Regions from separate parts of the Mus musculus genome. Here all the other regions are linked to region 3. A link is a contact called in public HiChIP or PLAC-seq and promoter capture Hi-C data. All regions are on one chromosome and are shown on one strand. The core of a region is the stretch at or near the end of the contact, and the rest is flanking DNA. Distances in the headings are between cores, read along the strand shown.

The links. Promoter capture Hi-C pulls out the DNA fragments that hold promoters and counts their contacts. HiChIP or PLAC-seq counts read pairs in DNA pulled down with a chosen protein or histone mark.
Region 1: a promoter capture Hi-C map of neutrophils shows a contact between it and region 3, with 3 times the contacts expected there. The contact joins the enhancer-like site here to the promoter of 1700012C14Rik in region 3. A contact is called at or near these places in 7 of 39 promoter capture datasets (the 3T3-L1 cell line, the C10 cell line, cranial neural crest and 4 more), 5 of 115 datasets of contacts at active chromatin or transcription factors (cardiomyocytes, embryonic basal ganglia, embryonic midbrain and 2 more) and 1 of 9 other capture datasets (embryonic stem cells).
Region 2: a contact with region 3 is called in a promoter capture Hi-C map of cranial neural crest. The contact joins the enhancer-like site here to the promoter of 1700012C14Rik in region 3. A contact is called at or near these places in 5 of 39 promoter capture datasets (the 3T3-L1 cell line, the C10 cell line, cranial neural crest and 2 more), 1 of 15 datasets of contacts at CTCF or cohesin (the NIH/3T3 cell line), 5 of 115 datasets of contacts at active chromatin or transcription factors (embryonic basal ganglia, embryonic hindbrain, embryonic limb bud and 2 more) and 1 of 9 other capture datasets (embryonic stem cells).
Region 4: a contact with region 3 is called in an H3K4me3 HiChIP or PLAC-seq map of bone marrow-derived macrophages, with 3 times the contacts expected there. The contact joins the enhancer-like site here to the promoter of 1700012C14Rik in region 3. A contact is called at or near these places in 7 of 39 promoter capture datasets (the C10 cell line, cranial neural crest, frontonasal cranial neural crest and 4 more), 1 of 484 Hi-C or Micro-C datasets (nephron progenitors) and 4 of 115 datasets of contacts at active chromatin or transcription factors (bone marrow-derived macrophages, embryonic basal ganglia, embryonic hindbrain and 1 more).

The regions. Positions count from the first base shown.
Region 1 is chr6:30,803,771-30,810,226 of GRCm38.p6, reverse strand. It overlaps Copg2 (coatomer protein complex, subunit gamma 2), which reads left to right. Exons shown (of 24, transcript NM_017478.3): 20 at 497-668. Among named protein-coding and RNA genes, the nearest start is that of Mir335, 66 kb to the right of the region's middle. Within about 2 kb of position 4,721, at least 4 of the 459 cell types and tissues checked have an H3K27ac peak or open chromatin away from gene starts, as enhancers often do. A contact at or near this core is called in neutrophils, where this site is marked.
Region 2 is chr6:30,827,642-30,834,175 of GRCm38.p6, reverse strand. The region is part of intron 9 of Copg2 (coatomer protein complex, subunit gamma 2); the gene reads left to right. Among named protein-coding and RNA genes, the nearest start is that of Gm38781, 56 kb to the left of the region's middle. Within about 2 kb of position 1,340, at least 6 of the 459 cell types and tissues checked have an H3K27ac peak or open chromatin away from gene starts, as enhancers often do.
Region 3 is chr6:30,454,925-30,462,363 of GRCm38.p6, reverse strand. It overlaps 1700012C14Rik (RIKEN cDNA 1700012C14 gene), which reads right to left and starts at 1,379. Exons shown (of 2, transcript NR_131049.1): 1 at 1,235-1,379. It overlaps Klhdc10 (kelch domain containing 10), which reads right to left. Exons shown (of 10, transcript NM_029742.3): 10 at 7,190-7,439.
Region 4 is chr6:30,851,421-30,858,754 of GRCm38.p6, reverse strand. Copg2 (coatomer protein complex, subunit gamma 2) reads left to right here. Exons shown (of 24, transcript NM_017478.3): 9 at 1-17. Among named protein-coding and RNA genes, the nearest start is that of Gm38781, 31 kb to the left of the region's middle. Within about 2 kb of position 2,649, at least 25 of the 459 cell types and tissues checked have an H3K27ac peak or open chromatin away from gene starts, as enhancers often do. A contact at or near this core is called in bone marrow-derived macrophages, where this site is marked.

The DNA of each region.
Region 1 (6,456 bases), core at 3,472-5,971, 340 kb before region 3:
TCATAAAGGATTGATTAAGCAACACTTCCAGTTTTCTTTTTAGATGTATACTAAGTTTCTTCCTCTGATGGGCTATTTTTGATAACTAAAATCTAAAAGGATATAAAATTAAAATGTTCCAAAAATAGATATACAGCATAATTTTTTAAAAATCAGTATTTAAACAAGGTCAACTAAGTGTGTTGGTCACAGAACTTAGCTTTGTAACACCTTGAAGTAGAGACAGACTCAGGAAGACACACACTGATGGCTCAGCACAAAGCACTCATAATAAGCCTGTCTGTTTCACAGACACAGTTGGGAGAACACTCATGGCAGGTATAAGGCTTGCCTTCAATCTAATACAAAAAGAAGAAAAGCCTTAGGAGACCTACAGTGCTACTTAGTGTTGAGTATAGTAGATGCCAGAGCTGAACTGTGAACTATGAGTGAGTAGAAACCACTTATTGGAAAGCATTTCTTATTCTTTACAAGTTTTCTATTGCTGACTTTTCAGTTTGACTGTACCAACACTCTAAATGACCAGCTGCTGGAGAAAGTAACAGTGCAGATGGAACCATCCGATTCCTATGAAGTGCTGTGCTGTATCCCAGCTCCCAGCCTCCCTTACAATCAGCCAGGAATATGCTACACACTTGTTCGATTGCCAGATGAAGATCCTACAGCAGGTACTAACTCTTAGAAGGGAGAAGGTACTTAGTGCTCTAAAATGCATCGCCTCTTGAGCTCTTAGAATGTCTTGACAAGTTTTTAATTTTCAAGAATGTAATTCTTTCCAGAATTTAATGTTGGGGGTGGGTGTGTTTATAAAGTTGATTACTATTATATAGGTATTACTTTCAAAACTAAATCTGTAAGGAAAAAATGCTGATGATAATGTTAAAAGAGGAACTGAATGTGCACAGTAATAGCCTAAAAAAGCATTCAGGTTTTCTATTGAAACAACGTAAAGCATGAGTGAAAACCTGATATGTCTTATAAGAATCGGGATGTTTCTTTCCAAGATTCCTGGGGAAAGATGGTTATTTAGCAGATGGTTGGCATTTTAAATACATCACTTTTAAGCATCTTGTAGCATAAGACTACAGTCTGCAGTGTTTCAGCCTCGTTAGCTTAGTCAACCATTTTGTGTTCCATATTTGAGGAAGGCCTTATCATTTACTTGACCTATGGTCAGTCTTGGGGTGGAAGTGGCATAAGGGTCTAAATGAGAGACAATTACTAGTGCCAGTTATAGTATTTATACTTTGAGGATTTTGGATGGTCTTCATGGTGTATCCTTTATAAATGTTGAAATCTATCCCACTTGAACCTCCACCCAACTCAGTTTTCCCATACTCATTGCAGAACTGACCCAACTTTCACAGAAATAAGCACACATAGACCATTAATATTTAAAGTTTTTACTACTTGTAAGTACATGAAATACAGAAATTAACAATATTAACAAACATCAGAGAAGTTACAGAATTACAAGAGATCATAAAAGGACTAGTAAATAGTTCCCTGGTCATCATTCAGTTACACTGAGGGCGTGTTCTGATTTATAGCCTCTTCTCCTAACTCCCTTCTTCAGGGTTCACTCATGGGAACTGCTGACCAATCTTAGCTGGGTTGGGTGCTAGACTAGGCTACTCAGACTCTGGCACGAGGTAGATTCATGTTGGCACCATTGCTGAGTCTGAATCCCAGGATGTTCCCTTTGATCCAGTGGAACTGTTTGTGTTGTACAGCCACTTGGATCTGTAACTGTAACCCTGGGTGGGAAGGAAGGCACTTTCCTATCTGGACTCTGACATTTCTCCTTTGAGCTTTTGGTAATCTGTCTTTAAACTTAATAACTTTGTTTATTCCTTTGTAAAATCCTCTCAACTTCCATTTCCTTGTGGTTTCACTTTATTCTCTGGTCTTCTGATATATATGCTAGACAGTATTTAAACTTTCTGTTCTCTCAAGTAAAGCTAGTTTTGTTTGCTACTGTTCCAAATTTATATCTGGGTCCAGCCTTAATGCAGCTCTATGTCTTTGCTATCATCCTGGGAGACTCTGTTTTTTCCAATAGCCATCTTTCATTGCTTCAGAATTCTTCCACAATCACTGTACTTCTCACTAAACTTGTGTGTTATTAATTTTTAAGGGATGCCATTAATTTACACTTAATTACAATAGGAAGCAAATCTGAACCCATTGAAAACTCCAGCCCTTCCCAGTTGAGATTACTAGCTCCTCAGTATATACTCAATACTAGCTCCTCAGGTGGACTCTGATATTAGATAACTCAGGGGACCCACACCCCAGGGAATGGGATTAAAAGAATAAGTACAGTTTTACAATACCAAAATACACAAAACAACGATATTGAAATTACAGCAGTTACATATAGGGAAACAATAGTAACATTAAACACTTCCACCAAGAGAGGGAGAATAGATCATCACCTCAGCTCTCTTCACTGAGAGGTAACTTCTTAAAACAGATCTTACATGTTATTAGCCCAGAGGTTTGAATGTTTGCTCTGCTGGCTATGGACTATTTGGCTTTTGTTTGTGAAAATTTGGCAATTAGAGATGTTTCTTTATGTTAGATTTAGAGGGTTTTCTGATCAGTGGCATAATGTGGCTATAAACTCCAATCTTGTTTCATCACTTTTGTGTTTGACCTACCATATGCTTTCTTCTTTCTATTCTTTATTTTTATTAGAATTCATGAATTTTAGCCTGTAGCCAATCTCAGCTCTACTGTGCAATGAACGATATGAAATACCAGGACAGAGGTGGTAATGGAGCCCATCCTCCTGTCTGTCTTTTCTTTAACATTGAACTTTTCCCCATTGCAGATATTCTAACAATTACCAGTCACTTCAGAATCGTGTCACTTCTAAAACATATCTTATCTCAGAAAAAATATTTTTCCTTACAGTCTCAAGGAAAATATAGAAATTCTTATTTATGATTTCTTTCAACTTGAAAATAATAAAGCATATTAGAAAGGAATATGGGTTTAATAGATAAAGGTAATAATTTTAATTCTGGCCCTACCACATACTAAATCTGTGAATTGGACAAATTATTTTATTTGTTTAAGTATCGCCTGGTACCAAACATAATAACACACAATATTTTGTTTAATTTTGGGCTTCCTTAATTTTTTTCTACTAGCATATTTAAAATTAGTTCTTCTATAGTTCAAAAGATATGTGCCCTCCAGTATTCTTCAGACTATTATTCATTGATTATAACTTTCTTTGCTCAATCTATAAACATCCTTGGCTCTAAGATACTGGTTTCTGAAGATTGTGCCACTTACAAACTCATCTCTTTGTAACCATTTACTCCCCTTACCCAACCCGTTCATTGATACTTGATGAAACTTTTAGGGAGCCAAATAGCCTCCTTTACCATTGGAGCTATGTGAATTTTTGTTGTAGGCCATATTAATTATAATTCAACCTGTGTCCAACTTTTCTTTCAATTCTCATAGTTCCTTTTTTTTTTTGTCTTTTTCTTTTTTTGTTGTTTTCTTTTTTCTTTCTTTTGATTTTTTCCTTTTTTTTTTTTTAACCTTTTTCTTTTCTTTCATTCTTTTTTTTTTTTTTTTTTTTTTTTTTTTCTAAGACAGGGTCTTCCTCTGTATCCCAGGTTGGCTGTGAACTTCTGATCATTTTGCCACTAAACCCAACTCAAATTTTCTGATTTTATAATAAACTATGTGATAGTCCTACTACTTTCTCTCTCTCTCTCTTTTTTTTTTGTCTTTAATATTCTTCTGTTTTCTAAATTAGTGAAGTTGTTTCTTCACTAAATAAAGGCTGGGTTACTTACTGACTTGCTTCTCTTATGAAGAGAACTCTGCTTAGTCTTTGAAAATCTGCCTAACATTCCTTGCTTAACCTGGAGATACGTTACCACCTCCCACTTTGGAAACCCTGAATTCTGCCTTTTGCTTTCCTGCCCTGGCTCCATTATAAAGGGTGAGCCACAACTTCTGTTGGTTTTAACCTCTCTTGGCCTTTTCATTTTGCATTAGTGGTATGTCCAGTTTGATTCAAAATGTTTGTTGGCATTCTACAGCTACCTACTTCCTCCTCAACAACACTCCTTGGAACCTTCCAATCAATATGAGAACTCCCAAGTCTTTCTAGCCCTGTCTGATCACTTCCTGATTTCCACTCACTGCTCCCATCACTGTCAACCTCTGCATTTAGGACAAACTCCACTGAGTCCATGTGCTCTCTAACTTCACCTAGCTATAAAAGTCTAGGTGATTAGGTCTACCATTGTGGGAAAATCATGTTTTTTTAAAACACAGTCTGAGACATTTGTCCATGGTTATCAATGACATAGAACTCACAGTTATTTTATAGGCACTGTTTTTCTTTTTTGCCAGAACCATAGTTTTACAGCTGAATTAAATATCTCATTTTCTCTTTTCTAAGGCCTGAGTCTACCTTCTTGGTGTGGTTCATTCCTCTGAGCCCCTCTGCACCCTCCTCTCTCCCAGCTCCTCTCATGCTCTCCCTCCCACCTATTACAACTTCCTCACACTTCTCCTGGGTCCCAGTTAACCCTTTCTCCTGCTCTACCTTCCACTGCTCAGAGAAGCAGAGTCACCCTCTCAACACCTGAAGCTTCTTCCGATGCCCTCTGGGGTGCTCCGGTGTATTCTACAGACCTGTGCGTCAGCACCCCAGCTTGACCTGTCCTCCACACCCACTGCTTCACCTGACTTGGGTCTCTCTGCATCCGACTGATTGTACCAAGTCTGCACCCTCTACCCAGCAGTCTCTCTGGCCCAGACTTCATGGTCCTTCTAGAACTAACTGTGTCCATGGCTCCCAGTGACCTGTGCTGCTTCTTTTCACATCCTTCCATTCACATCTGATGAAGCTCTCAGGGAACCTCTGACTCTGACCGTGATCTTCCACCTGTCCTGTGTTTTGGCATTCTGCCTGCATAGCCTACCCTGTCTCCAGAAGTTCTAACTTCCACACTGTCTTAATGCTGCTGAACTGAAGCTCTCTCCCTGGGGACTCTAGTCCCTGAATTTTCTTTCTACTCCTCAGCACTCATCTCCTTCCATGAGCTTCCCTACATCACTGGCTCCATTTTTACCTGCCTTTGATTCCTACATACAACTAGCTATAAACACCTTTCACCTCTATGCATCCTCCATCTCTATCAGCCTCACTGCCCCACCTCAGTCCTCAGCAGGAAGCACAGTTGGCAGTGCCCTCCCTGCCCCTGACAGGAAACCCTCTCACAGCTCTCACCCTTCCTCCCACCTCCCTTCTGCACTGCATCCAGTTGCTGCTCACTGTCATCCCCCTGCACCAGCAGGACCTTTCCTCCCAAGTCTGACAGTCATGACTCTGATGCCTCCTCCATCTGCTCACCCTTCCTTCTCTGTAGCCTTCTCCATCCCCCTACCCCTTCCACCAGTGATTCTCACCCGGGGGTGCATGGCCCCCAAGTAGCCTATCAGAACCATCTTCTGAGCTAGGGTTGTTGTTAATGTTTGTGAGCAGGTCACTGCTGCTCCCCTCTGATGTTCTGATAGGCTACCCGGGGGCCGTGCCCGCCCCCCCCTCGGGTGGAACCCCCCACCCCCCACCCCCGGGTAAGAATCACTGCTGTGGATGGCCCCCTGTCCTCCCTGGCCTTTGTTCCCCTATTCCATGTCCCCAGCTTTCTGGTGGTGACCATTAGATCTCCTCACTCAAGCACCTCAGTGTTTCCTAGTCTTTATCCTTTATTTGACACAACTTATTCCTCTCCCAGTATAATCTTTTACACAGAACATGCCCTGACCCAGTCTGTATGTGAAAGGTATTCTTTTTAACCCTTTGTCCCTAGCTATCATATTCAGATACCTGGCATCACTCAGGTCTTCTTTAGTCTGGGTCTTCGGGGTGACTGTTATTACCCCTTTCACTTTCCTCCTCTGCAATTAAGAAATTGTGGTACCCTCTTCAGAAACTACACCTTTTTTTCGTGGGCCAACTGGTGTTGTTTAGAGCAGCTACTGCCCTATTTCACCCCTTAACATCCTAAAGTCCTGGTCCTACCAAAGTAGATGTAATCCTTCCTGGCCATGGCCATGGCCATCACATTGACCTTTCATCCTCTTGCTTGCCCTTTGACACATTGCTCCAAGGCTTTCCTGCATGCTCACAACCCCACAAGCTTGCTCCTCTGTAGACTCTTGCTATCTTTGATTTGCCCATTGACTCCTTCCCATTTTTTGTTTTGTTTTGGGTTTGGATTTGGGTTTGGGTTTTTTGAGAGACATGGTTTATCTGACTAGCCCTGGCTGTCCTGGAACTCTGTAGATCAGGTTGGCCTCAAACTCAAGAGAGCCATCTGCTTCTGCCTCCTGATTGCTGGGGTGAAAAGCATTCACCTCCATCACCAACCTAATTGGCATCATTGTTGATCCTCGTTGTACTCTTGGTTCTGT
Region 2 (6,534 bases), core at 91-2,590, 370 kb before region 3:
TAGCACTTTTGTCAACAAACCATTTCCTATAGGTTTTCTAGTTTACTGGAAGATAATTCTTCAGAATACTTCTTAGTGAGCCTCTGGATTTCAGTGAATGTTTGTTGTAATATTCCTTCACCCCCTTTACCTCTAATGTTATTAATTTGAGTCTTTCTTTTGGTCACTTTGTCTAAGCATTTGTCAGTCTTGTTCATCTGTTCAAAAAAGCAACAGTTGGCCTGGTGGTGGTGGTGGTGGTGGCGCACGTCTTTAATCCCAGCACTCGGGAGGCAGAGACAGGCAGATTTCTGAGTTTGAGGCCAGCCTCGTCTACAAAGTAAGTTCCAGGACAGCCAGGGCTACACAGAGAAACCCTGCCTTGAAAAACCTAAATAAATAAATAAATAAATAAATAAATAAATAAATAAAAAAAAAAAATATAAATAAAAATAAAATAAGAAGAAATAATAGAGCAAGGTAGAATTTAATAAAATGAAGACCGTAAGAGGATCAGTGAAACTGTTGCTTTTTTATTTTTTTGTTTTTGTTTGTTTTCTTTTTTGTGTTGTTGTTGTTGTTGTTGTTGTTTGAGACAGGGTTTCTCTGTGTAGCCCTGGCTGTCCTGGAACTCACTCTTGTAGACCAGGCTGGCCTTGAACTCAGAAATCCACCTGCCTCTGCCTCCCAAGTGCTGGGATTAAAGGCGTGCACCACCACTGCCTGGCTCCTTATTTCATTTTTATCTACTAATTTTGTTTGGCTTGTTCTGTTTTGTTTTGTTTTGTTTTTTTCTAAGACTTAGAGGTACATCACTAAGAGATGATCAAAGTGTTCTCTTGCCTTGTTAATGCGTACACTAAGCACAACAAGCTTACCTCTTTTGTCTTTGCTGTATACAAAAAAATCTAATGAAGTGTGGTTTTTTTCACTTGTTTCTAGAATTTCTTTGCTTTTTAAAAACCATATATATATATATATATATATATATATATATATATATATATAGTAAACATCATTTGCATATTCAATCCTCATGTGTTTTAAGTGGCGCCTATAGTTTCTTGTGATACATCACGATTGCTGCCACCTCTCCCAGTCACCCCCTTCCACACCCCTCCCCCATTCTCATCTGAGAGGGTAGAGGCCCCCCTGAATATCCCCCTACCCTGGCACATCAAGTCTCTGGGAGTCTAGGCACATCCTCTCCCACTGAGGCCAGACAAGGTACCCCAGCTAGAAGAACATATCATCCCACAGACAGGTAACATTGAAAAAGAATTCAGAACTATGTCTACCTTTGTTAAGCACAGACTATAAGCTAGTTGGATGGGACCCTGCCCTGAACTTAGCATTTCTACCACAACTGAGTCTAACTTTGCTTTGTCCTAGGCTGATCCTGAACTCAGGAATCTATCTGCCTTTGTTAGCATAAACAAAAAATCTTAGCTGGGTGGAATCTCCTGTGATCACTGCTCCCTAAATCTCTCTCTCTTCTTCCTTAGCAATTGTCTAACTACTCGGTTCGTGGCATAGCTGCTTTTGTTCCTTTATATTCATGAAGCCCCTCATGTAATTCATATAGTATCCTTATTTTTGCATAGGTAAGAAATTATATATTTTCAAACTCATGTATTTAGAGCTCTTTCCTATAACCTTAAGGGCTGTCCTGAAAGTCCTAGAGTTTACCATTTTGCTGAGACATAGGCACACCCTCGACTCCTGGACTCCTGCTGTTTCTAATTATCACCGAGTCACTCACATTCACAGGGGGGAGTCTGAATTATGTACATTATTATACAAACATTCCTTGTAGCCACAGCAGCCAAGGACACTCTTGGAGGTTCACACCAGGGGCCCTGTCCCAGGGGCAGGAACCATGTCACTGTCCCCACCAAGGCCTGGCAGGGCTCAGTCACTGCTCCATCCTCTGTCCCTGCATTTCTTGTAGACAGGATAAATTTTGGTTAGAAAGTTTTGTCAGTAGGTTGGTGTCCCTATCACTCCACTGGGGTTCCTGCCTGGCTACATGAAGTGGCCTCTTGAAGTTCCATATCCCAATGCTGTGAGTCACAGCTAAGCTCACCCCATTGATTCTCGGGGTCCTCCCCTATCCTCGGTCTCTGGCAGGCCCTTGAGATACCCCACCACCACCAGTTGCAGATTTCCATTCATTCCATTCACCTCCTATTCCTCCCCATACTTGATCCTGAATTCCCCCTACACCATTCCTCTCCCCAGCCCCCCTCCCACCCAGTTCTCTTCCTCTATCTACCTCCTACAACTATTTTTGTTCCCCTTTCTAAGTGAGATTCAAGCATTCTTACTTGGACCTTCCTTCTTATTTAGCTTCTTTGGGTCTGTGGAGTGTAGTAGCATGTTTATCTTGTATTTTATGGCTAATATCCACTTTATAAATGAGTACATGCCATATATGTCCTTTGGATCTGGGTTACCTCACTCAGGATGATATTCTCAAATTCCATCCATTTTCCTGCAGAATTCATTATTTTTAATAGCTAAATAGTATTCTATTGTGTAGATGGACCACATTTTCTTTATCCATTCTTTAGTTGAGGGACATCTAGATTGTTTCCAGTTTCTGGCTATTACAAACAAAGCTGCTAGTTGAACAAGTGTTCCCGTGGTATAGTAGGGCATCTTGTAAGTATATGCCTAAGAGTGATATACCTGGGTCTTAAGATAGAATATTTCCTGTTTTCTGAGAAACTGCCACATTGATTTCCAACGTGGTTGTACAAGTCTGCACTCTGACCAGCAATGGAGGAGTGTTCCTCTTGCTCCACAGCTTCCCTAGCATGTACTATTGTAAGAGCCCGAAAATTCCTGAAGGAAGACCCCAGACTCAGATAGTATGCAAAACAAAGAGAGTTTATTCTGCAGAAACAACCAGCATGAGCCCAGACAAAGGTCCGCAGGCCTTCTAATAGGAAATTGGGGAAACTCTCTAGAAGGATTAGGTAATCTAAAATTTCATTGGTGGGTGCTAGGGCATCACAGGTGGTCAGTGGCCTGTCTACATTCCTACATCATGAATTTTCAACCATGTGAAGAAATAGGACTGTCCCCACAGATGGCCTGTTCTGAGATAAGATATTTCTCCATTTTGTGGTTATCCCCAGGCTGTTTTTTGGGAGAGGGTTTTATGATCTTGTTCTGGATTTTATGGTCTATTCCTAGAGCTGGTGTCTTATGACCTAGTTTCTGGGACTTATGGTCTATTCCTGAAGCTGGTCCCTTACGGCCTCTTTTAAAAATCATTAAATTAAAAAGCTGGTCCTTAAATGGAGACAAATAGGATACTTAAGTGGGGACAAATGGGGTTTATATTGTCCTTTCACTATCACTTGAGTTTTTGATCTTAGCCATTCTGCCATGTGAGATGGAATCTCAGAGTTGTTTTAATTTGCATTTCCCTAATGACTAAGGACTTCGAACATTTCTTTAAGTGCTTCGCAGCTATTTGAGAGGCCTCTGTTGTTCATTCTCTGTTCAGTTCTGTACCCCATTTTTTAATTGGGTTATGTGGGTTGTTGGAGTCTAACTTCTTGTGTTTTTAATGAAATAGACAATTTTCTAAACAGATAACACTTACCAAAGTTAAATCAAGGTCAGGTAAACAAAAAGTTATTTTTCAAAGGTGTATTTTATTTATACGTATGTGGGTATATATGTGCACATGTATGTCCAAGTGCACATAGAATCCAGAAGAAGCTGCTGTATCTTTTGGGACTGGAATTGGAAATGTTTATGAACTATTTGACATGAACTTGACCACTGAGCCATTTCTCTAGCCCCTAAGAAATATTCATATTCTCATTCATATTCTCTTTCTTTCTGTGTTTGTTAAAACTTGTTTTATTATCTAAAATGCGATCTACTTTGAAGAAATTTTCATAGACTGCTGAGAAGAGTATGTATTCTATAGATGGAAATGTCAGTTAAATCCATTTATTTTTACAGTGCAATTGAACTCCAACTTTCTTCTGGGGGATGGGGTTGGGACAGGCTGAATGACATAGCTGTCCGTTCTCTCTATGTAGCCCTGGCTGTCCTTGGAAGTCATTATGTAGACCAGGCTGGCCTCAACTCAACAGAGATCTACCTGCTTCTGCCTCCCAAGTGCATGCAACACCACACTCAGCTGGAGTGAGATTTTTAAAGTAAGTGTCCATTGTTGTTATGTGTGGACTTGTCTAATCCCTTCATGTCTAGTTGTGTTTTGTGAAATTAGGTACATTGGCTTTTGATAGCTACATATTTATAATCATGATAGATTCTTAATGGTTATCTCTTTATTAATATGACATGACTGTCTTTATTTCTACGGTTAAATTTGACTTAAAGTCTGCTTTGTCAGGTATGAGTATAGCTATTCTAGCTTGTTTTTAAATTCTACTTACTTGAAATATAATTTTCCATTTTTTCTCTTTCAGTTTTTGCCAGTAAGTTTCTTCTAGACAGCAAACAGTTGGATCTTGCTTTTTAATCAATTCAGCTGACCTATGTTCCAAGTTAATTCTTTAAATTTAATACTATTGAGAGAGATATGCTAACTTTTCCCATCTTTATGCGCTTGCTGGTTTACAGAGCTAATTGTGTGTGGCTCCTTCTATTCTCCACTGTTTATTCTTTTAATGAGACTTGTTCTTTCTTGTGCTTTCATGTTTGTGTATGTTTCTTCCTCTGCTGTATGTAGTATTTCTTTAAGAATATTCAGCAGTGCTAGTAATGGCTTGCTTTCATTTATACTTCTGAGAAGTCTTTGTTTTTGCTTCAGTTTTAAAGGATAACTTCCCTTGGTATTATTGTCTGGGTTAGCACTGGGTTTTGTTTCAGAGCTTGAAATGCATCAGTCTATCTCTTGGCCTTCTGGGGTTCTTTTATCAAGTATCCTATTGTTTCTATGGGTTTCCCTTTTTAAGTAACACTGCATTTCTTTATTGAAATTTTCAGTATGATGTTCTATGCTTTTGGAATTTTGTGATGCATGAAAGTGTTTATCTGGTCTATTTGGGATTCTCTCTGCCTCATGTGGCATGTCCATGACTTTCTCTAGATTTGAGAAGTTCTTTGCTATAACTTTTCTGAATGAATTTTCAGTCACTTTAGTCTCTCTTTATTGGTTCCTTCTGCATACTAGATTGGTTGGCTTGGTCTCTTAATAATGTACCATAGGTCTTGAATGTTATTTTTATTATTTCTGGATTTTGTTTTCTGTTATCCGAGTATAAATTTCCCCACCTGCTACCATACCTGGTCTAGTCTGTTGCTGATACTTTCTAGTAAGAATTTCTATTAGACTGAGTTTTCTATTTTTAAGATTTTTTGGCTGAATTTTTTTATTCAAGTTACTAAATTTCTAGTCCAAATTTTTGAATTGTTTTTGTACAGGTATCATATTGACATATTTACTCATCTCTTATTTGAACCTTCTTATTAATCTCTCTTTCTCTGTGAGTGTGTGTGTTTGTGTGTCTCTTTCTTGTAAACACTTGAAGATGAGGATGTGATCGTGTATACAGAAGCTAAGAGCAAGATGTCAGATGTCTTCTTCTATCACTCTTTGCCTTACTTCTTTGAGACAGGATCTTTCACTGAGCCAGAAACTCCCAAGTGTGTCTCTGTTCCCCAGTCCTGATCTGTGCAGCATGCTTGACTTTTTATGTGCGTGCTAAGGCGTCCAGCTCAGGTCCTTGCTTGCAGAGCAAGAGCTCTTACTCACAGTGCCTTTCAGTTGCCCCTCTTTGACCATTTTGTAAATCAGTATCTTTCAGTTATTAAAGCGGTGCAAACTTTTAGAGACGCTCCCTGCTTTGTGTCCCCAGGTTTATGACTCAGGCTGTCCATCTGTTGAGATGGCAGGTCCTTCTTAGTGAGCTCTTAGTAAGCAGCCTTCTCTTAAGTTCTCTCCTCACAGAGGATGGAGAGCTGTGATAACAGCATTAACACCAAAATAGACAATGTATTAATATAAATTTAAAGGGGCTGGAGAGCTGGCCTAGTGGTTCAGAGCATGTATGCTGCTCTTCCAGAAGGGTTTGGTCCCCAGCATCATGTTAGGCAGCTTCCAGGGGATCCCGGGCCTCTGACCTCTACATAGCTACACTCATATGTACATAACCGTGCGCATACACGTTATTTAAAGTAAAGTCAATCCTTTAAAAATACAGTTAAAAGAAATTATAGTCCTGCTGCAATTAGACGTCCAATGGTGGAGTAGTACCAAAGGAGGGGGATTCCCCTTCTCAGAGGAGAAGGGGAGGAGGTAGAAGTGGGGAGGGCTTTATAAAGGGAGGACTAGTAGGAGAAGTGGGGGGTCTGCGATCAGGATATAAAGTGAAAAAAATAAATTATTGAAAAGAAAGGAAAAAATTAAAGTCACTTATTATTACAGCTTAAGTGACAACAGAAAAGAAAGTGGTAAAAACAATGTATAATAAAAGAATGGATTTAAAGATTAGTAAAGGTAAAATTAATGATGAACGAAGTAAAGGAGGGGGGTTCTCTTTAAAGAATGAGCAAGATTTAATG
Region 3 (7,439 bases), core at 130-2,629:
GGGAAGGGGACAGAGCCGGTAGAAGGGTCAGGGCAAAGGCCTTGGAGTCTTCCTAGTGGGACCCTAGCTTTGACTCTTCCTCACTGAGATGATATTTGAATAGAGAACCGGAGATGGAGGACAGACCCACAGAAACGCAGGAGGAAGAGCGAGCCACTGGTGCCAAGGCCCCCAACAACACACTTCATCATCCAAGGAGCGGCACCATGGCTGGACTAAAGGGAGCATCGTGGCAAGACACCAAGGTCAGGTAGCTTTGGAATCCCCACGCCATGGAAAGAGCTGAGATGTGGCCTTTCTGGGCATCTTACAAGGAAAACGCGTCCATCTGTTGCCTTGTTCTGGTCTGAAAGGTATCTCCCCCCCCCCCAGCCCCCCCCCCCCCGACAGATCAGGTGCTTCCACTGGCTCCAGGGAAAGGCTCCGGAGCTGGGATTTCCAAATCTTGGAAGCCTCACTGCCAGGAGTCACCGTGTGGCCTGAGGAAACCAAGATACCTCATACAGATTCCACATAGTCCCTGTCTCTACTGCTGCGTCCCTGGGGTCAGAAGAAGACCAACCCATAGCTTCTGTCTTTTTTCTCCTGGCCGGGCTATTCAGATGATAGCTAAAGACAAGGCAAGCTGCCTTATCTTCCCCAAGCCGGGACAGAAGGAGTTTATGAGGACGCTGATAGGAACCCTGAGAGGCTACTGGCCCTCTCAGGGTGCTCCTCAGAAAAGTCTCAGTGTGTGGTAATTATCTGGTTAGTGAGGACTTCAGCTGACCTCTGAAGAGTGACAGGACAGTCCTCCTCCTTCAGGAGATGGTGACCCACACCCATCAACCCATGCTGGGGTTACTCTGTTCTTCTCATGGTGCCACACAGGAGCTGGGCCAGTCTGGAGGAGAAAGGATGCTGGAGCCTTACTCTCAGGGGAGGAGCGCTCTCTTAGCTCACTCTCCAAGAACTGGGTGGGGAGTCTTTCAGACAGAACCTGTCTTTGGCCCTGAGTCTCATCCTGGTGACTGAGCCGGGCTTATCCCCGTGGCTTAGCAGAGCGAGCGGCCATGGAAGCTTTTCTGGACTGGGCTAGCAAGGCGTGAGGGTTTAAGCATGTGCCCGGAGAGCTCTGGCACCTGTTTGATACTTCCCAGGTTGATGGTGGCATTTCTGGTGTGAATCCAGCCCCTGGAGTATCCAGGTCCCGGGCTCCATCTGCCACCTCACTTGAGGGTGCCAGGCCCCTCACCTCTCCTACTCCAGGCCCACATCACCTTCCAGAATAACCCCCATCAGGAACGCGGCTAGGATCTTTCCTCCCTGTTGCTTTTCCAGTGAGGCCTCTTTTCCCCTTCATACAAGCACTTCCGAGAGAGCCAAATCGACCGCCCTCTAGGTTGCCATGGAAACAGAGCTTTCTTTCCTCCCTCCTGTTTACCTTGGTCAGGGGACTGCGACAAAAAGCAGCCTGTCGCAGGAGGAGAAGGGAGGGCGGGGGAGAGCGGAGGGAGAATCAGCTTGCCTTAAACCAGATCATTCCGGTTTGGAGTGGTTCTCTCCCCCGCAGCCCTAGGCCCCTCTTGCCACACTGGGCTGTGGAAGGCAGGGAGGGAGGGAGGATCCTCATCCTGCGAAGCTTTAGTGGAGAAGGTCCTACACCCGTGGTACCCCGTCCTAATTCCAAGTGGACCTGTCTCCCTCAAGGCCAGAGTTTGGCCTCCAGTGCATCCTCTGGAGGTGCTGCCCCAGGGTGACTGCTGTGCTCAGGTTGGCTCCCCACCCCAGGATAAAGAGATGGGAGCTGAAGGCCAGGCCTTGCTCTGTATATGTACTCTTGAGTGCCCTGGCCAAAGTGGCCTCACCCTATTTACCAAAAAGATCATTGTCGTAGCCTCGAACTTAAAATTTCCCAACTAACTGCCTTGGAGCGCGATTATATATCAGTGCCTTCTGAGCACCGCCTCTCCTCGCCCTAACTTTCCAAGTCTCCTGCAGTTTTTCTGGTTTCTTTCGTAGGCTTCCTCCCCTTCCAGAAGCCACCAGGAGGTGGTGGGTGCTGTCCCTGAAAAGCTTTCTAGCTCTTTGTGCTCCTCTGAGCCTTGAGCTAAAGTACTCTATTCTCAGTACCTGATTCCTCTAACCGGTTTGCTGGGTAGAAGCCCTGCCTCCGGGTGCTATCAGCCTGAATACAAGGTTGTGCCCCGGTGGCATCCCAGCCGGTTGCGTACCCACTAGATGCACAGTTAGCGTGGGCACCGGCCGCTGCTAGTCGCGGTGCCCACGACCAGGACCAGCGCTGCTCGCCAGGGGGCGGCAGAGAACCCACCCTGGGCAGCTTCTCCGCGAAGCACGAGGCCATTTTACATTCGAAAAATCCTGACCTGGCTCCGCATCTATGTGGACACTGGGAGCTTTGCCGGGACAAGTGACTGGCGGTGGCACCTGGGGGACTTGGCGCTCGCTTCCAGAGCAGCTTCCCGTCCCAGGCACAGGCTTCATCGTGCTGCACTGCGGCTCCGCGGAGCCCCGCCCACCTGGGGAAGGGTCTGGTCCTTTATCGGTGCAGTGAGAGTTCTTACCAAGGAGACCCTTCCTCTGGCATTGGGAGAGCTGGTAACTCCCTTGGCAAGAACACTTTGGTGGCCCTTGGCTTATCCTCCCGCATCCCAACACAATGTTTTTGTTTGGTTTCTGATTTTGTTTTAAGAAGCCCTGGTTGGCCTGAAACTCAGTGTATATAGACCAGGCTAGCCTCAAACTCACAGGTCCACCTGCCTCCGCCGAAATGCTGGGATGAAAAAACGAGGGTGCACCACCACGCCGGCTCCAGCACAAATTAGCTAAGCAGAAAGTGGACAGAGTGACGCCTGACTGCAGCACGTGGCAGATATGGCTCTGCTACCCTGCAGGGAGAGAAAGTGGGCCTTGCAGTCTTAGAACCTTCTGAGGCCCAGACTCTTGGTAGCTTTAGTGAGATGGTTCATAAAAGATGAACTGATCTGCCCGTCCCTTCTGAGGTGACACACACTGACACTTGATGTATTTCACAGATGCAACCGCTGTGAGGATCCTGGCTTGGTGTTGAGTGCCAAGAATAGTAAGTGGCCAGCGTGTGCCGCTGTCTGTGTCCTCTCTTCACCAACCCTAGAGCTGGGCTGAGGAGCCAAACTGGACAGGCCCTTCCCGCCTGCCTGGCTGCTGCCTGAGCCGAGCCGAGAGACCTCATTTCTGTGTGTCAGGCTGGGCTGTCCCAACCTTGGTGAATCAGAATATGGCTAATCTGCAGGGTCTCCTGGGAATAAGGTCCACCCCCGCCCACCTCTTTTCACCCAACTATGGAGAAGAAAAAGAGGTACAATAATACTCTTGCTTGATGTTATAAAGGGACAAGATAGCAAGGAACACATTTCCCGCAACACAATAAGACACTTAGAACAACAGATTGCTTTTTTCCCCAAACCTTCTCCCCCTTCATTTGTTCCTCTCTAGAGCTGGCTCTTAAAGGTTCCCAGATACCAGTCAGGCTGCGTGTGAACGAGTGGGGAACTTCACAGTTGTATCCTTTGAATCATTCCAACTACAGACTTAGTGAGAAAAGCTATTTTCACACTATCTAGAAAGACAAGTTGTTTGGTTTCTGTTTTGTAAGGAGAGGGAGATGCCAGCAGTTCAGCCCAGGCCTCCCTCGAATGTCACAGGCTAGGCAGGTTTGCTGCCACCTAGCTATATCCCCAGCCTCCACGTCAGTCTCAACACTACTGGACTAAGTAGTCTAGACACTGATGCCTTTGTTTGTTTGTTTGTTTGTTTGTTTGTTTGTTTGTTTGTTTTAGACACTATTCTTTTTATCTCTAATTAAAATGTTACCTAATGGTTGTCTTAATCTGAGACCTCCCAGCTCTAGAGAGCAGCCATGACTGGGACCATTAGCACCAATCTGAGCACTCTCCACGGCCACTAAAGCCGCACAGAGGTCTCGGAGACACTATTAGTCCACTTGAGGAAGAATAACACTGGCACCATTTTACTCGTATTTCAGTGCTCTCGAGGGAGGGAAGGGACGAGTCTGTTTGATCAGACTGTCATTCTCACATCAAGGTGACAGGGCCAGGACAAGCACTGTTCATCCCGGCCTTGGCTCAACAGTTCTCTGCTGGACAATTAGGCACAAGGAAGAAAGTGAGCAGCTACGAGACAGGGGTCCCCAAATCCTTAACCCAGTTGATACAGAACTGAGATTTGTTAAGATACCACTTTATGGGCCAGGCGTGGTGGTGCAGGCCTCTAATCCCAGCACTCGGAAGGCAGAGGCAGGCAGATTTCTGAGTTCGAGGCCAGCCTGGTCTACAAAGTGAGTTCCAGGACAGCCAGGGCTACACAGAGAAACCCTGTCTCAAAAATAACCAAAAAAAACCCCCTTTATTTTAAAATATTTAAAATAACAACAGCAAAAACAAACAAACAAACAAGCACCCCCAAAAAAAACCAGTACTGAGTTTTGGGGATTCCGGCCCCACATTTTTCCTTTTTAATAAGTATGTATTATTTTTTGAATGATTGTTGCACGTGTGCAGAAGATAACCCTCAGGTGCATCTCGTCTTCTACCTTTGCGTGGGTCTAGGTGGCCACATGCACAGCAAGACTTTTGTCTACTGAGGCACTTCGGCAGCCCTGCATGGTTTAGAAACCAGTGGCTTACACGTTAGCTCTGCCGCTGGCTTTGTTCTTCCTCCCTCCATTTACAGCCCCTCCCACTCCGTCCAAGCCTGTATCACACACGTGAGCATGCTACAAGTATGGCACTCATCTAATCTACAGAGCTGACACCAAACCCCGTGGGCTGACAGTCGGAGTGTCAGATGAAGGGGTGTTGTAGAGTTGTACAACACCCTTGGCAAGCATCCTGCTTACCAGAGGCTAGCTTCCCAAGTTCCCCTGTATCCTCCTCTCTAGTCCACTTCCTCTGACTGATGAGTAAGCCACACCCAAGAGAAACCAAGCTCCAGAGAGGAGGAGTGTTTATGAGAGGTAGGAACGAAGTCCTGTCCCAACCCAGAATCTTCCTAAAACTGCCACTCTGTGGCTAGAACCAGGTGCGGCTATTTATATTTAAATACATTTAAATCAAGTTCCAGATTCAGTTTGTCTGTCACAGTAACCAGTGTTGGAGTATTCAATAGCTCATGTGGCTGGTAGCTGCCACCCTAGTGGACAGTGCAGGTGGAGAACATGTCCTTTCACTAAACAAGGCTTTCTGACTTGTCAGCTGAGCGGAGCAGAGACTGCGGTGCTACGGCCTAACCACGCTAGGTAAAATGGTAGCTCTGCAACAGAGTCCTGATAAACCAGAACCAGAACTGTGGGAAGCCACATGTGCCGTTGCAGAGTGGCACTGGCTACTGCTGGCCACCACGCATAAGTTTGGACAAACAACCAATGTGTACATATGCAGTAAAGCTTTTTGCCAAGTCACTGCCTGGCCAGGGCATGTTAATGAGGTACTGAGAATATAACAAATCAGATGTGAGACATGCAAATGAGGTATGTTAATGAGGTTCTGTGAGGTACTGAGAGAGAGTAGCCAATCAGATGAGGAACATGCAAATGAGGCTTAGTGCATAACCAATCTGGGTGTGAGACACGCCTCTCCTAGGCCTATATAAGCAGCACCAGTTCTGGGCTCGGGGTCTCTTCGCCTCTGCAATCAAGCTCTCCCAATAAATGTGTGCAGAAGGATCCTGTTGCAGCATCTTTACTGCTGGCCAGTCTGGCACGCGCAAGACAGAACCAGAACCAGAACCAGAGAGCAAAATCACAAAAACCAGCAGAGACACTGCTGCCCCTCTCCCCCCACTAGGTCAAAATGGCTCTTGCCTAGGAGCCCAGCCAAATGCAGAGAAGAGTTTTTCTCAGGGACTGAAGGATAGCTTGGTAGTCAAAAACAAAAACAAAACAAAACCATAGAGGGCACTTGGAGAGTTCAGCCCCCCCCCCCCCACCCCATGCCAGTGGCTTCTTGGAACTCCAGCTTGGGTATTGGTCTCTACTTATTTTGTTTAGGGACGGGGTCTCTATGTAGCCCCAGAACTCACTATGTAGGCCAGGCTGGAGTCCAGAATTAAACACTGCATAGTACACTACTATGCCTCTTTTTTCTTTTTGTTTTGTAAGATTCTTTTTCAAAGCTCTTGCAGGTCAAAAGTATGAATGCTAAAGGGATTAACTTCTTATTCTTTCAGAGGGAAATAAGGCAAAGGAAGGAAGACTGCCCTGCACAGGACATCTTTTTCTTTCTTTTCTTTTAAGATTTTTATTAATTATATGTGAGTACACTGTAGCTGTCTTCAGACACCCCAGAAGAGGGCATCAGATCTCATTATGGATGGTTGTGAGCTACCATGTGGTTGCTGGGATTTGAACTCAGGACCTTCAGAAGAGCAGTCAGTGCCCTTAACTGTTGAGCCATCTCTCTAGCCCTGCACAGGACATCTTATGTACTGTCTATATGGTGGACAAATGAGCCGGACCCTTTCTCCTCCTTGTAGACTTTCATTGTCACAGTAAAGAGATCCATCCTTAGAAAGTCAATGGGCACAGAAAGGAGTGTGCCCTAGACGGCAAGCCTTAAAGGTACCCGATGTGGATGGAGTGCCCCTGTCCACTCTGAATTGTGAGTTGAGGAGATAGTTGCTGGGAGAAAGGTCACAAGATGAAGCAGGGCTAATTGTGGTTTAATCCTGAGGACCCCAGTAAAGGATTCAGCTCCCATGACCTCCTTTTCTCTGGACTGCAAAGTCCCAGGACTGCCCACAGGGCTCACACTGCCCTTACATGTCCCCGTGTCACCTCGGCAACACCTAGGGAAGTCTGACAGCACAGGAACCTGCTCGGCAGTGGTGTGGGGTATCTGAAAGATTGCAGTAAGAGAGGGGCCTGCCTGCCCCACAGGTGCTCCCTTGCCGAGTTCTACAGAGCCAAGTTCTACAGAGCAGGCTACTGTGTGTCCAGGAGTTCCGGAAGGTGAACAAAGAGGGGTGGGGGTAATAGCGGAGGGCACGCAGATATGACAGAGCAAAGATGACTCTGGTGAGAATTGAAGAACATGTAGTGACAGGGGTAGGGCTGTTGTCTATGTCAAATAGGTGAACTCAAACGTGCACAAATTACTGCAGACTGCAGACAATCATGGCAACTTGGACCAAGTAGATTTAGAGATTTATTGATCAGATTGTTTTAGAAAACCAACAGCGAACACTGACAAGGTAGGGAAGTACAGGTGGAACGTTTCAGGCTAGGTTCACTTGCTCATAGGAAACCGGGAGAGGCGGGAAAGCTGTCCTGCTCACATGGCATGCACACCAGACTGCAAAAGGACGTCCACACTGTGCAACAGGACTGTGGCAAAGAGCTTTGAAGTAAGGCAAGCACTGTGTATGGCCTCCACTGCCTGCAG
Region 4 (7,334 bases), core at 1,400-3,899, 400 kb before region 3:
AAAGAAAGCGAGGATGGGTGAGTATCCTAAGCTGAGTTGGTTTCGATTTACAAGTTAATATTTCCTTAGAATTTATTTTTGTTTATGAATATTTTTAGGGTAGCACTGACTTTACAGACAAGTTTAATGTTTTCCAGATTACAAAGAAATTGACAGCTGAGCATGATGGCGCACGCCTTTAATCCCAGCACTCAGGAGGCAGACGCAGGCAGATCTCTTGAGTTCGAGGCCTGCCTGGTCTACAGAGTGAGTTCCAGGACATTCAGGACTATGTAGAAACCCTATCTCAAACAAATGAACAAACAAACAAATAAAACTAAAAAGAAATTAAGGATTCTAAGTAACACAGTATTGTTTTACCTTTATATATGCTCATATATGTAATGATTATTGATAACATAGTTATGAATGGGTACCAGAGGTAAAATGCTGTAGGCCCTAAGTTATACAGATAATTGAATATGATAATCAGGAGGGACATTAAAAATCATCTTGTATATCTTATATAAGAGAATGTAGAAATACTAAATTGAATAATTTGCCTAAGATCACTGTGTAAGTGTGAGTTACATGTGAACTTAGCAGCAATACCTTGGCAGTCCTAGAGGCTGGGAGGAGACAGGAAGAGGATAGGGATCTTTCAAGGTATATACACTTGGAGCAAAGAAGAAACATCCTCACCCTAAATGGCTTATGGCTTTCCCTTTTCAATTTATAGACAGGATCTCTCCAGGTTGGCCTCTCTTGCCTCAGTCTCCCAAGTGCTGGAATTGTAGGTATGCACTACTACCTGGCCAGTAATGGTTTAATTTTAAAATAGATTTCTCATTGGATCTGGAAAGCTGTAGAGTTAACACCAAAATCTCTAAACTAGTTGAGTGCCAAAGTCCTGCCAAGAAAGCCAGTGTAGTCTGTCTGCAGTTCAGTTATGACTGTCAGAGAGCTGAATTTGATTAAAACCAAAGCAGAACTGAACCCTAGGTTAGCTACTGGCTTCTCATAACAGAAAGAACTTGCTATTTTCTTGTTTTAAGTATTGTTTTATGTTAGTCTGTACTATATTTTTATAAGCAGTGTTTAGCAGAAAATCAAAAAAGTCAAAGTGGCAAGAAGAATGTGACTTTACTGAAGGAAAAAGTATTAGTAAAAGCAGATTTACTGATGATCCATGTGTTGGAGTTAATTAGCAGTGACTTTAATAACAGTTTCACCATAGGGTACCTTTTCTAATTATGGTAGATGCACTTTTTCATGGAAGTGCTTTTCGGTAGTTGAAAGTGACTTTTCAGCTCTTAAAACTTTTGGAACCAGGTCTAGTAATCTGATGGTTTCCCATTCTTTTAACTGAAATGGTTATGCTATTAGATATGATATCCATGGTTAGAATTTTGTCCTGCGGGTAAATAGCTTTTGTTAAACAGCAAAACATCTTTACTTTAACAACTTAACATCTCTAGAACTTAGTTTCCTTAACTGTGAAGTAATTTATCTGTCAGAATTATTGTAATAATTTAAGTCATATGCAAGAACAGTAAAGTGGATAAATTACTAAAGAACAAAAGTATTTTAATTTTACATACAAACCTTTTGTAACCACCTAAACACCAAGTTGATAGTTTTATGTGGCAGTGATTGTTCAAACATCTGGTTACACAAGCATCTGGCTACAGATACGTCAGCGTAAATACATACTTCACACTCTTCCCATATTTATTACCCTTGTGTTCTATGATAGACACAGCACACATAAATACTTACCCTAAATAAGGAATCCATGGCAACCAAAGTACAGATACCACCAAAGTTCCAACTTGGTGAACAAGTGAGTTTTATAGGACTGTGGGTGGGAGGTTATTTACAGGAGAAGAAATGACTCAAGGCAGCATCCTTAGGCCCACCTCAGCATGGGCGACAACTCACAAAAGCTGGAAACGTAGCATACAGCACAGGCTGTAGGAAGCTCAGCAGGTTGGAAAGTGTCCTTTTCATGTGACTCTGGTCTAAATCTCTTCTAGACAGCTCTGCTGGCTTCTGCTGCTTTCAGGCAGCTGGTTGGTCTCAGAGTCTTTTTAGTAGCTTTTTCCTCTGAGAGTCTTCTCTATAGCTCAGATTGTTTGAGTCTTGGCATCTCTGTTCCTGTTACTTAATTTGGGACAGAAGGGGCCTAGAGAATCTGGTCAGTTTTAGGAACTTCCTAGAGCTATTTCGAGTTATTTTCCTTTCTTCTTAAGGAGCTTCCCTGCAGGATGGATTGCTTCTATATTGGAGGAGATTGTTGCACAACATTCCATCTCTTCCTTTGTCTCTTACATACTTCCCATCCCCTCTTCTACAATCATCTCTGAACCTTGGAGACAGTGTCTTTGTTAGGCTTTCTATTGCTGTGAAGAGACACCGTGACCAGGGCAACTTTTATAAAGGAAGATATTTAATTTAGGGCTGGTTTACAGCTCAGAGGTTTAGTCCAATATCGTCACGGTGAGAAACATGGCGGCATGCACACAGACATGGTACTGGAAAAGAAACCGAGAGTGCTACATCTTGATCCACAGGCAGCAGAAGTGAAAGTGACACTAGGCCTAGTTTGAACAACTGAGACCTCAAAGCCCACACTTCCTCTAACAAGGCCACACTTCCTAATCTTGCCACCCCCTATAGGCCAAGCATTCAAACATATGAGTGTGTGGGGCCACTCCTATTCAGACCATCACAGGGTGACTATATAGTTCTACTGTGACTGAGAAATAGGCCGCTGTGCCACAGTTACTTGTTCTCAGGAGCTTCGTCAGCGGTTATGTTGAGGCTGACAACAGCAGTGATCTGTGGGCATAAATACACATTTAGAAGGCAGTGTGATGGGCATATCACATCCATCATAAAAAAAAAAAAAATTCCTCATCGGGACCTGTGACCTCAGTAGTCACAGGTTTCTGTCTTGGCTTATGTATCAGATGTGAACTCCCTCTTCTGAAGTGGGCCTTAAATCAGTTGGAGGGCTGTTCTAACCCACAGTAGCCAAGCCACTATTGTACAAGTAGGCACATCCTGCCCAGCATATGGTATTTCAACTCCTAGGGTCTATAGCTAGAAATGAAAAATTATTTTAGTAAGTTCATTACTATTAATTACTAGGAAAAGAGATTAGAGAACTTGATGATAGCTCAGTGAAAATTACCTAAACTGAAATATAGGAAGAAAAATAAAGGGAAAAATGAATAGAAAACTTGAAGCCTAGGGAAACACATCATAGTCTAATGTATCTGTAGTGTGACTCAGAAAGAGAGAAAAGGAAATGGGACAAAGTATTTGAAGAGATCAAAGGTCAGCTGCTGATACCAGGAGGCTAGTGAGCTCCGGTGAATGAGAAGTGTGAAGCACATGTACACTAGCCTTGTGTGTCATGTCGCTAAAGCCAGAAAGAAAGGAACCACAGAATGCACAGCATACTAGAGTCAAGGAGATAGAAGGAAGAATAGCAGTTGCTGTGATGAGTGGGTCATTATCATTGTCAGCTTAACTGGATATAGAGTTACCTAGGAGACACACCTCTGGATATGTCTGTGCGGTTGTTTCTAAAGAAGATCTAGCCTGAATGTGGGCTCAGGTTCCCAGTTGGAAAGAAAGGTAAGAAGGAGAATGTGACCATTGATCCTTCTCTGCTTTCTGACTTGGGAGAGAAGGTCACAGCTGCCTGATACTCCTGCTGCCACAGCTGAGGCCATTTTCACTCTTGTGCTCAAACTGTGAGCCAGAGTGAAGCCGTCTTTGTTTTTGTTTTTTGATTTTTTTGTCATAAGAAGTAGGCAATAAGAAAAACAACTAATAGAGAAAACTGATTCCAAAATGTGCCGCTGTTGCTAGGACCATCTGGCCATGTATTCTAGGTTCTTTGGAACTGTTGCTTGTTTGAGGCAGGGTCTTCCTTTATAGTCCTGGTTGTCTTAAAACTCTGTAGACCAGGCTGACCTTGAAATCAGAGCTCCCCTGCTTCTGCTTCCTGAGCAGATGTTCAGGTGTGCGCCACTGTGCCAGCTAGAACTACTTGTGGGAGAAATCTGGAAGAATTTGGGCCTGTGGGATGGAGAAGCCCTGGAATGCTATAAACAGAGATATGTTGTCAGATATATAAAAGACCAGAAGCTGATAGAAATGTGAAACAGTGAAATCCTGGTAAACACGGTGTCAATGAATAAAGACTGTTGGGAATTAGACCAGAGGCCAGTCATATTACACTCTGCAAAAAAGAAAAAAAATTTTTTTGACTCCTCTCTGTCTTGTCCTGAGAACTCGAGTGAGGCTGAATTCAGAAATAAAGTTTTTGGCAGAGGAAATGTTAAGACAAGCGCAAGGTAAGGCTGACAGCTTTTTATTCACATCTACATGGAGAGAAGAGAAATTCTTGAGAACTGTGCATTAGCCTGCCTTTGCTGCTCCTTCCCGAGTGTGTCTATCTCTGCTGTTTTTACTCTTCTCTGTTGATGTCACACTTAGCCCTCGTTGGCTTTCCAGCATGGGCTCAGTACAGGTGACTTTCTAGAGAGCTAAGGCCTTCAGAGCTGAACTGAGACGTTGAGGCATCCAATTTCATGAACTGAGCAGCTACTACCTTCTCTGCTTCTGCAGTGTACACATGACCATTGTTGGACTGTCTGGTTCCTAGCATCCATTCTATAATACATATATTCTCTATAGGTTCCTTTCCTCCAGAGAACCATGCCTAATATAGGTAGACTTTTAAGTGTGTCTTATGTATGTTGAAATTAATTCCCATAGGACATACAAAAAGATTGAAGTAGGATGTAGTAGTTTATGTGTATAAATCCTAGTACTGAAGAGGCTGAAGCAAGAGGATTGCCACTAGTTTGAGGCTAGTCTGGGCTTCATAGTGAGTTTCAGGTTATTCTGGCCTACAGAGTAAGATACTGTCCCCAAATAATTCATATGCATGTGCATACACATATGTGTATATAAATAAAATAATAGAAATAAAACTTGGGCCGAGCAATGGTGGTGCACGCCGTTAATCCCAGAACTTGGGAAGCAGAGGCAGATGGAGCTCTGCGAGTTCCAGGCTAGCCTGGTCTGCAGAGTGAGTTCCAGGACAGCCAGGGGTCTACAGAGAAATCCTGTCTCAAAAAAAAAAAAAAAAAAAAAAAAAACAAAACAAAACAGAAAAAGTAAAAGGAGGAGAAGGAGAAATAATAAAAGCTTAGCAGCTTCATTAACTGTGATGTATAGAGATGGAGCCTTTGCGAAATGGTTAGGACTAGATAAAATCATCCATGTGAAGCCCCTGTGGTTCAACACTGATGCCTTGTCAAGGAGAGAGTGCCATCCCTGAGGATACAGATTCCACAAGCGCTAACCTGACTCTTGCTGTGCCTTAGGACTCTCACCCTGTATTCTGACCAGTGTATAGTGAGACCCTACCATAAAAGGCTGTATCTATTGTAGTTAAACCAAGAAATTACCAGTGTTTCTAGATAAAGGATTAGTATCCAAAATCAGTTTGCTTTTTTTTTCAGACAACCCATAAATGAGATAGAATTTTTAAAAAGCATAGGAATGAATTTGTCAAAAATTATATGCATCTCTACTCAGAAAATTACAAAATATTATTTAGTGTTACTTGAAAAAAATCAGTATATATTATGTTTTTATACTGAAATATTTCAATATTATAACAATGTCACTTCTTTTTAAATTGACCTCTGTATTCCATGAGTCTGTAGCAAAAACCCTCAACTTATAAATGCCAAACAGAAATGCATATTCACTGTGAAAAGACATGTACAGGAAGGCTTAATCTTAAGATGGAGCAATCCAAATATGCATCAGTGCTAAGATCTAAAAATAAATTATGGTATGTTCATGTAAATAATGAACAATTACTCTTGAGTGCAGCCACATGGATAATTCTGACTGAGAGGTCATAGATAAAAGAATACATTCTGGGCCAGATCTTAGGTTCAGTCTGCAACATTACAAAAAAACAACAAACACAACACACAGACACAGAGGGGGTTAGTTTGGGTGGGGAGAAGTTGAGATGGGGTCTCACTATGTATCACAGCCTAACCTGGGACTCACAATGACCCTCCTACCTCAGTCTCTTGAGGGTGACTTCTGGGATTATAGGTATATGCTATCATGCTTGGCTCACTAATATTTATTTCAGACCTATATGGATATAGATAATATTAAAAGTTAAGATAGTACTGGAAGTTTAGCTCAGCAACAAAGTACTTGTCTAGCATTCATGAAGCCCTGGGTTTAAGTTTAGTACTATTAGAAAAAAAAGAATAGTAATTATCTTTGAGGTAGTGTTTGTGAGGTAGCCTGAAGGTGCTTATGGAGTTTTTGAAATACTTATTTTTCTTATCATTTTGATCTTATAATAATCCCCTTAAGAATTATAAAATTATCAATATTTCATAATAAATTATTCTAGAACCTACCAGAGTAAGAAAACATTAAACCATAGATGTTTTCCCAAACAATCTCTCTGGCTTTTTTTTTTTTCCCTCTTACTTTCTCTTTATGTTTGGAGATAGGGTCTCATGTTGGTCCAGATTGTCCTTGTGTTCACCGTGCAGCCAAAGCTGGCTGTGAACTGTTGACTCTTCCTCCCAAAGACTCATAGTCATGACACATCATGCTCTGCTAGCTACTAGGTGTTTGGGGTCTTTCTTGCAGTTGCAGTCAGAATAATGGTTTGTGCTGCAGTCATCTTGGAAGCTAAAATTTTTGTTTCTACAGTATTTTACCGGTATTCTGTTGGCAGAGATATCTCAGTTTCTTGCCATGTGTGCCTGCCTCTTCATAGCGTTGCTTGAGTGTCTTGATAGCATTGACTTTCTTCAGAACAAGAGAGAAAAGTGCATGATATTTTTCTGGCCTAATCTTGGAGAAACATGATAATGTTTCTGTTTGATAGAAAGACCATCCAGAGTTAAAGAAGCAGACAGAAGGATGCAAGAATCATTGGGGGATGCTGTCAGATTTGACTGCTATGTTAGTGGTGGACAGCCATAACAAAATACTTCATTCAAACTAAAGGCTTGTGTGACATGTTCACTGCCATGTAGCCACAGTAGCTAACTCATAAGCTTCCTGATAGTCTCCAGTCTCTCCTGCCTATCTTGCTTTAGGAACACCAGAATCACTGAGGTCTGCTACTGTGACTGGCTCTAAATGTGTTCTAGGGATCCATATTCAGGTTCTTGCTCTTATATAGCAAGTGCTTTACACACCAAGTCATCTTCCATCCCACAAGTTGATATTTCTAAGTCAGAAGTTTTGTGAGATGTGTGTGTTTCTTATGTGTGAATGCA